Linked DNA regions of Anser cygnoides: region 1 is linked to region 2. A link is a contact called in public Hi-C data. All regions are on one chromosome and are shown on one strand. Each heading gives the region's core, a stretch centred on a gene start, on an enhancer-like site or on the middle of the called end of the contact. The rest is flanking DNA. Distances are from core to core; before and after follow the strand shown. Region 1 overlaps PLXNA4 (plexin A4). Region 2 holds the start of PLXNA4 (plexin A4).

Region 1 (6,302 bases), core at 873-3,372, 77 kb before region 2:
GCCCTTCAGAACAGCAAGCAGGGGCACTGTTTTGTTGACAGCTCTGTTTGCAAGAACAGCTTTCCTCTCTCTGTTTCAGGTTACCATCTCTGGGGAAGACTCAAAAGGAAAAAAAAAATAAAGGTTGGGGATGTGGCTGAACCTTCTTCACACCAGCATCCTTCTTCAGCTGGCCATAGCCTCCCAATGTAGACCGCAGAAGAAAACAAAGGAGGTGACCAATCGGCTCAGAGGGCTCTACTCTGTCCTACCACGTTATTTTTTTACTCCCCTGTGGCACAAATTATTAAGCAGATCTTTAGCTGCCACTCGTCCCAACAGAGTATGTGATGTAACAGCTTTCTGGTGATAGATGGATTTTCTTCGCTGAGTTTCCCAGGGGATCTCCTCTCCCACGGCACTAGAGGACTTCTGAAACCACCCTCGACTCCCAGCAAGTTCTTGAGCAGGACAGCCAATGCCAAGACTTGGATGAAGGACCGTCTTGGTGCCCTACCCTGCACAGAAAGTCAGGATGACCAGACTTATTAGAAACTCAGCTTCGTCAGGACCAAGAAAAGTCACTGCAGTGCTGCATGTAATGACCTTTGCAGGGAGTTTTGTCATCTGAAGGAAAGAGGACTTTCCAGCTTTGGCCCCTTCAATGAGGAGGGACACCCCCCATCAAGGGGAGGCACATTTATGAAGGGTTGCACTCTGTATGCCCAGCTCCCTTTCCCTGCACTTGTCCTGAGTTAACCCTAACAAAATAAATCAAGTCACAGAGTCCCAGGGCAACAAAGGAAGAGAGAAGCACCCTGCTGAATGCCTCCAACACCCTTCCTCGTGCTAATTAAATGCTGGATGTGGGGTTTTATTGAGGAGGAGTCCTGATGCCTTTCTCACTGATCTCTGTGCAACTGCCCCCTCGATATTAGGGACTTAGAAATGCGTGCGGAGAACAGCACCACTGCACAGTCACTTCCAAGGAGAATGATACTCCACAACAGGCAGAGGCAATAAGATCACAGCAAGCCTACCCTGTTTTGCAAAGTTCAAAATGAGCTCTGGGTTCATTCACATGCACTTAAAGGCTTGGCATCTTTAACGTGCCCGAAGGTTTTACCATCTTCTGAGCTTTCCACTTGAATTACAGCAGCGGTGGGAAAAGACTGAATGAGTCACAGTCTGGAGCCCTGTGCTCCCATCCCACCGAGTCACACACCGAGTCACACACAGATAACCTGATACAAGCATCAGGGAGCACACGGAGCAGCGATTTGAAACTCACCCGACACGCCGCACCGACAGCTCGACATCCAAAGCAGGGGGAGGCAGATCTGGATCCGTCTCAGGCACAAGGCTAGTCCCATTTTCTGCTCTCTTGTCCTGGGAGATGCCACGAGCTGTCACACCATGCTTATTAGCTAACAGAAGACCAGGCATCCCCAGGGAGGGGAGCTACTGATGGGTCTTCTGTGCAAAAGGCAGCAATGTGGGGGAATGGAGGAACGCAGCCTTGGATGGACCTGAACCCCATAACAGCATCCCATGCACTGCTTCGTTCACAGCCCATGGGCTCCCTCACTCATCCTGCACAGCTTCAGCTTATTAATTGTTGAAAAGAAATGTTCCAAAACCAAACTGGAGATCTGTAAGGGACGTATAGCTTCGTGTTGCAAGGTGTAAAGCAACCCTATATAATGGGTCCTGACCTGAGCCCCATAAGAGCATCCCACACACTGCTTCACTCACAGCCCATGGGCTCCCTCACAGCTTCATCTTCTAACTGTTGAAAAGAAATGCTCTAAGACCAAACTGGAGATCTGCAAGGGGCATACAGCTCCGTGTTGCAAGACATAAGCCAACCCCATATAACTGGTCAAGGGGAAATACTCCCACAGGTTGGAATTCTCCTGCACCTTCTCCCGAAAGGAAGGCCAGAAAAACACCAGATGAGCGGGACTGCATATCCACCCTGGTTCTCTGGTCACTGCTGATTTCCAGCCCCCCCCCCCTTCTCGGTGAAGTACTCAGGTGTCATCTTTGTAATGGGAATTTTGGTCAGGGGGATGGGGAGCGGAGAGGAAGCCAGAGGCTGACACTTCTACATGCACCACATTCTAATTGGGGTCAAGGGATGCAACAGTTGGAGAGCAGCAAGTTATTTTCTGCATCACTGGCCTGTCAAAATATGTTTCTACCCAGATATAAGGAAGGAAAAGGACCGAGACCAGGAACAGCTCCCTGGCGAGGCAGTTTTAGGAAATTTGGGATGCCTGCAGCTGCCACCCTGACCTGGGCTCAGCAAGGTGCTTCACACCCTTGAAAGGTGAAAGGTAAACCCATTGCAAAAGGAGGGTGAAAGGCATTTGAGGCAGAATCATCCAGAAATTCTTTTCCTGGGCAGCTTTTCCCACGGGGTAATATGAGCCATCTGTTGACATTTGGTGGACTTTGATTTCCCAAGCACGTTTACCCCGATCTCGAGGGCACTGGGGTTCAAGGCTCACCCTAGCACAGCCAGGCAAGTTTCCCAAGGCCCAGACAATTTAATCTGACCCAAACACAAAAATAAAGCAGTTCCAGACCTAGCCAGCTCACCCCAGGAGAAGGATCGTGAGCCGAAAATCCTTGCTATGTGTTTAGAAAGCTCAAGAGCTATCAAGTGGTATGAGTCCAAACCCCCAGGTGGAAAAGCTCCCTTTGATGGTGGGAACAGCTGCGATTGTAAAGACTCAAGGTAGAAAAAGAAAGAGCAAAGAGGTCTTCCTTTGATGGTCGCTGTGATGTAGGGCTTTGAGTGCAGAGTGTGACCAGATCCCTTCCTTCACCCGATGTGTGTCCCATGCTGTCCATTCCAGCTAAACAGCAACTCACGATACCTTCACAAAGCCAGCTGGGACAGTGACAGAGCGCTAAAATTCAGGAGGAGCAAAATACGGTCCTGTAAGCCACAGAACAGCACCTCTTGGATCACATAGCTAGCTGAAAAGGCAGAGAAGTATTGGGGCTGTCACCCACGTGTATACACGAGTGAGGAGAGGGGCTGAGCTGGTGATTTTGGGGATGGATGCATGTGCACACCCATGAAGGACCCCTGCACAGCCCTGCCCTAACAGTACGGCTTGGGTTTGATCCAGAAACACCACATCTAGAGGTAAAAGCAGAGCTCAGTGTCTGGACTGTTGATAAACCAGCACCCCAATCTAATGTCCTTAGCATCCCAAGGGATGTCCAGGTCCCCACCACCAGCCAGCAGACACCACGGGCCCCGTACCCAGCTAGAAATGAATTCCTTCCCTAGCACGGCGCGCGCAGAGACGTTCCCCTCCTACAGCTATTTATGAGCCTTCCCTTCCTCATAAATGAGTGATGAGGCCCCTTTAATTGAATTAATTCTAAACGCTGATCTCGGGATGAATTATCAATGTAAAACAGCAGTGCGAGCACAGGGCGTTTGCACAGCGCTGCCAGCCACGGCGGCTCGCTCGCTGCTTGCAGCCGGCTTTCAAACAATGGGATGTGAAGAGAGGGAGGGCTGGCACCCAAGGGCTTCCCCAGCGGGATCATCAGGAGCCCCTGCTGCATTGCTTCTCCTCTGCTTGGTATCACAAAGGCCCCAGGAGCATCCAGGACAGGTCTGGGAGGTTCTTTGGATGGAAAAAGTCTCTTAAGGCTGCGTGTTAAGGTATGATTTGTACGAAGATGAAATAAGAGCAGCCATATGTGAGACAGTCAGGAAGATGCTGTTGTTGTCCTAAGGGTGATGAGACAAAGAAAGACCAAGCATGGCCAAGAGCTTGGTCGTGGGGCAGCACAAGCTGAGTTTCCCCAGCTCCGTCCTGCATCTGACCTGCAGAAACACCTACCCTCAAGTGCCCAGCTGCTGGAAACATCATCCAAGCAGCAAATTCAGGCAGCATCCCCTGAAACACCGTGTGAAGGGTGTTGTTCCCCTCCTCCTGCCCCATCTCCCTGCCTCCAGGGGAAGGAGCTCCCTTGGCTTGCCCCAACGTGCCACCCCGGAGGGCTCGGCGTGGGGTCACGCTGCACAAGCACAGAAAGCAGAGCACCGAGTGAAGCTGTTCCCACGCCTGCTCTGCCCAGCAGGTAGGTGAGAGAAGCCCAGCCATGCAGGAGGAGAGCCGCAGACAGAAATGTGTCAGGCCAGGCTTTATTTCCTCGGGAGCTGGCACAGTTGGTGGGGAGGAGTTCGAAGGGGAGAAAAAAGAAATAAAAAAAATGTAGTGGAGATAACTGAGGTGTGAGCAGCGGTGCAGAAAGCTCGATGGAAGCAGGTGAGAAAGAAATTTCCATTCCCCTCCTCCCACCAACACTTTCCCAAAAAAGATGCAGTACTTCAGCACCACGATCTGCAGAGCACCTCTCTCCCAGCGTGGGCAGAAGTCCCTGGTGCTGTTCGCTCCAGGATGTTACCCACGTAGTTAAAACAAACACAGCTCTTACACCCGTCCAAAACAAACAGCTCTGCTGTGAAAATATTGGCACCTCGGCAGATTAATCGCTCGCTTGAGAAGGGTTCTCCATCCCCTGGGTTCAGGCAAGCCCACCCGTTGGTTTGGGATTACCTTCCCTCTCCAGCTAATCCTTGGCACAGCCGTCACCTCCTCCACCAGCTCATCCCTCTCCCCATGCACAGGCTCGATCCCTGGAGGTATTTTCGAAGTCTTTTCCTGAAATTTCCTGAATTTCCCAAATTTCCCTACGCCAAGCAGATCGCCAGTGCTTTGCTTTCGCTCCTTCTCCGCAGCCGCTCAGCTCCGGCCCTCTGAGGCCCATCAAGTTTTCTTCAAACAAGAGTCTAAATAAATAAAAGGGAAGCAATGGTCTCACTCTCAAGTTTAGGGTAAGACTTTGGTGATATTAAGTCCATCCAAGGCCCGTCTCCTGTCTCCACAAGCAATCAGAGCTGGGTTTTTATGGCATGAGGAGCGGGGTAAGTGCGGATTGATTTTCCCTCTGCTGCATCCCAGACCCAGGCAATAAGCTCGGGGAAATCTCCGTGGACACATCACACCAAAACACAACAATAATGAGGAGGGGAAGAGATGATAGGATCTTACAAATCAAAGCTAAAGGCGCTGGCAGAGCCGGTTTAGGTGGTGTTCAGGAATAACGGGGGGCTCACGCCTTATAAAAAGGGTCCTGCACTTACCAGAGTTGTAACCCCGCATCAAAGCCTCTTCGATACAAACATCAGGGCCGGATCTTTCATTACCCAACTGCCATTAATTCCTATGATCCTAACAGCAGTGACAGGACTGTTTTCCTGCTCCTTGCACCCTTAAGACCACCGTGACCGGAGACGGGTTTATTCACTCCACCCGGTTTATGGCGTGCTTGTCTGTGCCACGAACTTTCTGCCTGGAAAACTGGCAGCTATTAGAGATAGCTAAAATAAAACTAGATAAAATAAAGCCAAAATTGCCACAGCGTAATTAAACTCGAATTGTTAGGAAAACGTGACCTAAGAGAGGTTCCATCTGTGCAATACCCTTTCTTTAAATACACAAATGTATAGAAATAAACACAGACAAATCTCTTCCTCCGTAGGTGTAATTACACAGCTCCATCATTTACACACCCAGCCCCACTGCATGTATATTCCACAGTGCAGCTACAGTAGGCGGTATATGCATGAGAAGAAAGTTATAAACTATATTTAAAACATGCTCATTACTCAAAGTATTTGACACCTCGACTATCAAGAGATGCATTTGCTCTGAAATAATATTCTGTTTGCTAATCACTCAAGCACAAGTTTCCTACGAGCTTCTCCTCCTCTACAGCAGGGTCCCAGAAATGGACCAGCCGTCGAAAAAGGCCAAGAAACATTTCCTGCCTGCCAATTAATCGCAAAGAAGAACTGGCTGTGCTCAAAATAATAAACAAAACCAGTGCAAATTCCTCCAAGCAGAGGCTGGGTGCTGAACTGCTGAGTCAGCTCCTCCAGAACGCGGAGCGAGATGTAAAGCAGCCAGCAGAAACGCACTTGGGGGAAAAGAAAAAAGGAAAAAAAAAAAAAAGGAAAATGAAAAAAAAATTCATCTTCAGAACAAAATCAGAGGAGGCAGCAGCAGGAGCACGTTTTGCAGCGTCTCTGCTAACAAATCCCTTCATCAGATTTGTCTGCTTTGTGCATGTGTGTGAGGTGAGCATATGTCTCCATCAAATATTTTTGGCGGAGGCATTTGTAGGCTGGACGTGCTTCGTGCATGCTTGCGCTGCTCTTTCTGAAGCGGTCCGAGGAGAGGCAGGGTTTGAATGCTGCTGCCACACGTCCACTGCAGTCAGTCTCT
Region 2 (5,811 bases), core at 2,088-4,587:
TATATTCTTTGCTGGGGGCAGCAGGACATGAGACTTTGGAGACCCACCACTGCTACAGCACAGGGCTGATGCTGGGTCTCAGTTGCTATCAGCATCATAGGGGGATTGGGGCTAATAAATCAAGAAGAGCCAAGTGACTCCCAGGACAGATGATCGCAGCATGCCACTGTGCTTGAAAATGCCTGCGCGCAATGCCAAGCCACAAACTTTGGCACCACCAGCTCCAAAACTCAAAAGCCCTACCTCCAACACCCTCCCCAGGCAGGATCCCAATGCACTAGCACGTAGAGCACAAGCCTACTGTGCCAGCGTCATCCTCAGCTTTTTAGGAAGCTTTTCAGAGTTCCCTTCCAAACAAGAAATTAATTCCTATGCAGCGTTAACCCTCGGCACACCCGAGCATCCAAAGACCTTGCAGGGCTTTTCATCCTGGGGCGCGTCGAGCGCGCAAATCAAAGCCCGGCGCTCGGGGAAGGAGGTTGGTTTTATCGCAACCCTTCAGCCTCGAGGAGATCGGTAGACAAAGCGATTGAGCAAAAGGAGAAAGACGCAGCACAAAAGGGGCTCCGGCATCCCTCCTCCCCTCCTCGCTGCCCCCCCCCCCCTCCCCGGGATCTGGCTGCCGAAGCTGGCTCCTGGCTCCCCCCCGGCAGATCTCAGCAGCGCTGGCGCTGCGCGGAGCCCTTCGCCTGGCCACATCTACAGGGCTGCCCAGCACCAGGCTCACCGCGAGTGCTGGCAGGTGAAAGCATGAGGGAAAGCTCAAATATTTCCTCTCCCGGTGGAGAAGTTCAGCTTCTCTCCCAGGATTTGCGATAGCACTCATACCTCCGCTAGCCAGGCACGCTGAACAGACTTAACAACAGTCTTCAGCGCCTGCAAGGCTGAAGCAAAAAGCTTCAGCGAGCAAAAGCTTCCCAACAGCACCGTGATTGATCGTCAGCCTGTATTTTAAAACACCCGTCTCGGACATAAACAGTGCTCAGATCGGGTGGCTGTCATTTATTTTGCATCTTATGGATATCACCGAGCGCCGCGCATTTAAGATGGGATGGAAAGGAAAAGCCTCGGACTGGTCCTTTAGGAAAGGAGACACCCCCCGAGAGGATGGGTCTGGGCAGAGGAGGGAAGAAAATCCCAGGCTTTCGTGGCAGGGCTGGGGTTCAGTATTTCAACCTGGCTGCGCACGGAAAGCAGGCACACATCTGTTGCACCGCTTGAAGCCCAGCTCCGGCGAAGGGTCCCGCACACAAACAAACACACAAACGCTTCCCGAGGCAATCAAAGCACGAACGAAATGCGGCTCTCATCCCTGAGACCTTAAAACAGTGGCTTAGCCAGGGGGAGGAAGCACCTAATCTCGCACTGGGAGGCACACGCTGTAATTAAAATCACAGAGACCCCATGCTCCACTGGTCCCACCCGCTCGCGGATTTAACCAGCTTCCATAAACAAGAGCCAGGTGAAACGGAGGACAGATAAAGAAAATAAGTTAGCACGCCTTATGCCTTCCGAAATATTTGTGCAGGGCTGGTGCACGCTCAAGATAAGTCCCCAGCAGGCTGCAAGCAGTCGCATCGGCTGCAAAAATCCCCTGACACCGTCACTGTTCCCCTGCAGTAAAAGCATCCTGGGGGTCCCGGTGCAAACCTCCCTCCCAGCATCGCTCTCCCCCCTGACCCGATCATCCTCCCATACCCAAAACCTCACATCCCAGGCGCCGGAGGGAAGCCGCGGAAGACCCAGGTGCGTTTCCAGCCAGCTCCGTGGCACGGCTGCCGCTGGCTGCCCGGCGGCGAGGCTGCAGGGCGAAGCGGAGCCAGACGCGGGGTGGAAGTTGAAGGGAGAGGAGCGCGGCCACACGCTTCCCACCTGGTCCCTTCTGCCAAGGAGAGTCGTGCCGGTCCTACACCCGAATCCAGCAAGGCGAGGGCTGCGTCCCTTTGCCAGAGCGGGGAGCAGATGGGGCTCCAGCAGGCAGGTTTCCTCTGGGCTGGGGATGCAGCAGCCACATGCAGCCACTCCAAACCCAAACAGCGCTCAGCCCTGCTGGGGCTGAGCAAGTGGGTTTGTTTATCTGGGAGGAACTCATCTGCTGCCGGAGTATTATATTTCCACCGAAACCATGTGCGGCTCGGTGTTTAGATCACTTCTCCCTGTCTGCATAATTTAGGGGCATATGTCTGATAAACGCGGAGCATCAATAGGCAGGTTTCGGTTGCAGCACACACACACACACACACACGGAGGGAGGGAGGGAGGGAGGTTTTTACAGCGCTGACTCCGCAGCCGGGATTTCGGCAGCCCAACTCCCCGGCACCTTGCGGGAAGGGGAACGGCGGGGATCCCCCCCCTTCCCAACACGGTGTTCCCCGATGGGGGTGGCCCCTCTGTCCCCCCGTCCGTCGGTCAGCCTTTTTTTGGGGGAGGCCGATCCTCCCCGAGAAAAGGGCTCTGCCTCCAGCCCCGTCCAGCTGCAACCTCGTCGGGAGAAGGAAAAGTTTGCGAATGCCTCCAGCCCGGGGGAGGCACTGGGGCACCGAGGGAGGGGAATAACCCCCCCGGGGGGGGGTTGAGGTGGCCGGGGAGGGGGTGGTTAGGGACAGGTTGCAGCGCTGAAGCCGCTTCCTCGGGGGAGAAAAGTTGAGCTTTGTGCCTGGGGAAAAAAAGCCACCGGGGACCAAAATATCTGGGTTTTGGGAAGGGGGGGGGGGGGGGGGGGGCACGCGAACAACGCTTCCACCACCCCCCCCTCGATGGGGATGTGGAGGGTGGGGGACACGGGGGCTCCCCGCTGCCACCCCCCACGAGCATCCTCCCGAGCTGCGAGCAGCGGAGGGGCCGTGCCCGAGCCCCCCCGGCTCTGCGGGTCCCTGCCCGACAGCCCCGACCCCCTCCCCACGACCCGGGGGGGTGGAAAAAAGCACCGGGGGGGGGGGGGGGGAACACACTCCTCCTGGGAGCCTTGCCCAGGTGTGCAGGGCAGGTACCGCTGCAGCCCCGCAAGCCCTCCGGGGCATCCTCCGGGGCATCCTCCCTCCGCTCCCCGCTTCCCGAGCAGGGCGAGGGGGGGGGGGTTCCTTACCTGGGAAAGCTCCTGGCTTGCTTTGGGTGGGTTTATTATTATTATTTTTTAAATATATATATATATATTTTTTTTTCCTCTCCTTTCCCCCCACTTCAGTCTTCAGAGCAGGCGCCGCATTGACACTGCAGATGGTCTGTGTGTGTGTGTGTGTGTGTGCGTGTGCGTGTGTCTCTCTCTCTCTCTCTCCAATCCCAAATACTCCACGGAGGCGGAACGCGGAGAGCCCCTCTCCCTGCACTGGGCAAACCGCGTCTGGCTCGCCCAGAGGGGTGGGGGGGGGGGGAGTGGGGGGGGGGGGGGGGGGGAGAAGAAAAAAACGCAGCTCCACTTCTCACTCCCCCCCCACCCCCCCCCACCCCCCCCCCTCCTTCCCCAAATCAACCCCCTCCCACCTTCCCCCGGCCCTTCCTTCCCTTCCTTCCCCCCCCCTCCCCAGCCTCTAAATCGAGCACGGAGGGGGGGACCCAGGAGCCGAGCGGGGGATGCGCTCCGGGGCCATGCCCGGCTCCGCGGCCGCCTCCTGCCCGCCGGGGAGGGCTCGCACTGCGGCTGTCTCGCCAGCCCTTCCTCCCCAGCCAGCCCTTCCTCCTCGCCAATGGTGGCTGCCGAGCGGGCTTTGACACCCAGGCTCTTTTGCAAACACGCACACACCCCTCTTTTCCCACTCCCCCCCAAAAAAAGGAAATACTCGGAGAGGTGTGGGAGCACCAGCCCAGCACGCCCGGGAGGGATAATAATAATAATTATTATTAAAAAATAAATAAAAGCGGGAATAAAAATCCTCTTACGTTTCTCTTTTTTTTTTTTTCTTTTTTTTTTTTTTTCAGAGAGTGGCCAGTTGCTCCTCCTTTCCCCAAGCCCACCCACCTCTGTGAGAGGGGAGAAAGCGGAGGGGGCGAAGGTTGTCGCCGGAGGGGGACCCGAAGCTGCTTTTCCTCGTCCCGGAGTTTGCAGGGGATGGGGACGGGGACGGGGACGGGGACGGGGACGGGGACGGGGACGGGGACGGGGACAGGAGCGGGGCCGCCGCCTCCGAGCGCGCCCGGGGGCTGCGAGCGCCGCCGCCGCTCTCCCACGGCAGCAACTCGGGCTGCTCTGCCTCGATTCCTGCCGGTGCCTTCCCTCGCTCCCTACTCACTACTGACACCTAGGATCTCCGAGCCTGATTGGGCTAATTGGGAAATGTCTCTGCCCAAAAAGAGAAAAAAAAAAAAAAAGAGAGAAAGAGAAAGAAAAAAAATAATCTCAAGGAATAATCAAACGCGTCTTGCTGGCTCCTCCATCCCCAGAAAAACCCTTCCCGGCATCTCGGCTCTGGTTGGCATCCTCATCTCTCCTCCTTCCCCACCCCGTGCCCCGCTGCTCTCCTCCGGCTAGGACAAAACGAGGAGGGGAGCCCCGCAGAGCGGGCGTGGGGGGGCTCGGAGGAAGATCAATCCCGCAGCTTGGGTGAGCAGTAATCCTAGAGAGCGGCTGCAGGCTGCTCTGCTCTCCGGGTCTTCTCTTAATTCCTGGCAGCAGTAGGAATAATAGTATTTTTTTTATTTTTTTTTTATTTTTTTTTGAAGGCTGTTAGTGCATAGTGATGGAGTTTTGTGTCCAGCCGGCTGCTGCCCTGGCTGCCCCACGGAGTAGACCCTGGGTTCCCCTCCAGCCAAAAGCAGAGCAGAGCAGCTTTTGGGAAGGGAAGAGATGCTCAGGGGGTGTTGGCAGTTGGGAGCCCAGACACTGTGATGATGGGCAGCAAAGAGGGCGAGCAAAGAGGGATCCAAATGGGAAACCCTCCTCTGCTTGTAGGGCTGTTGGCCATGCTCACATCAACACAGGGAGGGGAAAATCCTAGGGGTGCTCCTGCTGCTCCCCCAAACCCTATGCATGATGGAGGCATCCAGCGGGGTACAGGGCTGGGTGGTGAAGGGGGTCCCGGTGCTTGCAGCCAGCAGCTCCGTGCTCGGAGGCAGGGCTTGCCCCTCGGAGGTGCATTGTACAGCACCAAGCACAGCAGGGCTCCCCCTCTTCCCCGTGGCTTCTGCCATTCACAGAAAGCAAGGATTAATCCAAGCTTTGTATTTTTAATTATCTCAAATTTATGCCACAAAACACGGGGGCCGGGGGCTGCCTATTTGCATCCTCCGAGATATTTATTTTTAAACAATGTCATGTTTTCCTTAAAACAAGTTTTATCTCCCTGGCGCGTGCCTGTGTGCGCGTGTGTGTTTTGCCTGAGCTCTGGTTTACATTTCCTGATGGATGGATGGGGATTCAGAGCCCTTTTTTTAAGGTGGTGCATAAAATGTATTTATTATTCTTTATCTCCTGCCTCTCGCAAGAAGTCATTTGTTTTCATTCAGAGAAATGAATGCTATGTGAAGCCTGAAGAGTAATAACACAGCAAAATGACAACGGAAGAGCGAGACGGAAATCTGAAAGATACAATGGCAGGTTAGTAACCTCTAAAGATCACTGCTGTTGTGAGCAGTACAGTATTATTTAATGTCCAGTCTAGCTTGCAGCTCCATTTAATAAAACATATGAAAATCTCAGGAAAATTTGGTCTTGCATTTAAAACCGGGCTGTTCCGCTGAAAAGGGATAATCTGGATATGCCGGGATTACTTCCCACTATCTGGCAGGGAGGAAGAAATTAATACAAACTCTTTCCACTTCTTAAGACAATGACATGAATCTATATCCCTGGGTTCATACAGGAGTGACAAATGAGAC

Evidence for each region. A called contact is a pair of places that touch in the nucleus more often than the background predicts.
Region 1: a contact with region 2 is called in a Hi-C map of liver, with 5 times the contacts expected there. The contact joins the enhancer-like site here to the promoter of PLXNA4 in region 2. A contact is called at or near these places in 2 of 7 Hi-C or Micro-C datasets (both in liver).

What each region holds. Positions count from the first base shown.
Region 1 is chr1:2,907,606-2,913,907 of Taihu_goose_T2T_genome, reverse strand. All of the region lies in intron 3 of PLXNA4 (plexin A4), which reads right to left. Among named protein-coding and RNA genes, the nearest start is that of PLXNA4, 76 kb to the right of the region's middle. Within about 2 kb of position 2,122, at least 2 of the 3 cell types and tissues checked have open chromatin away from gene starts, as enhancers often do. A contact at or near this core is called in liver, where this site is marked.
Region 2 is chr1:2,832,527-2,838,337 of Taihu_goose_T2T_genome, reverse strand. PLXNA4 (plexin A4) reads right to left here and starts at 3,337. Exons shown (of 32, transcript XM_067001227.1): 1 at 3,086-3,337.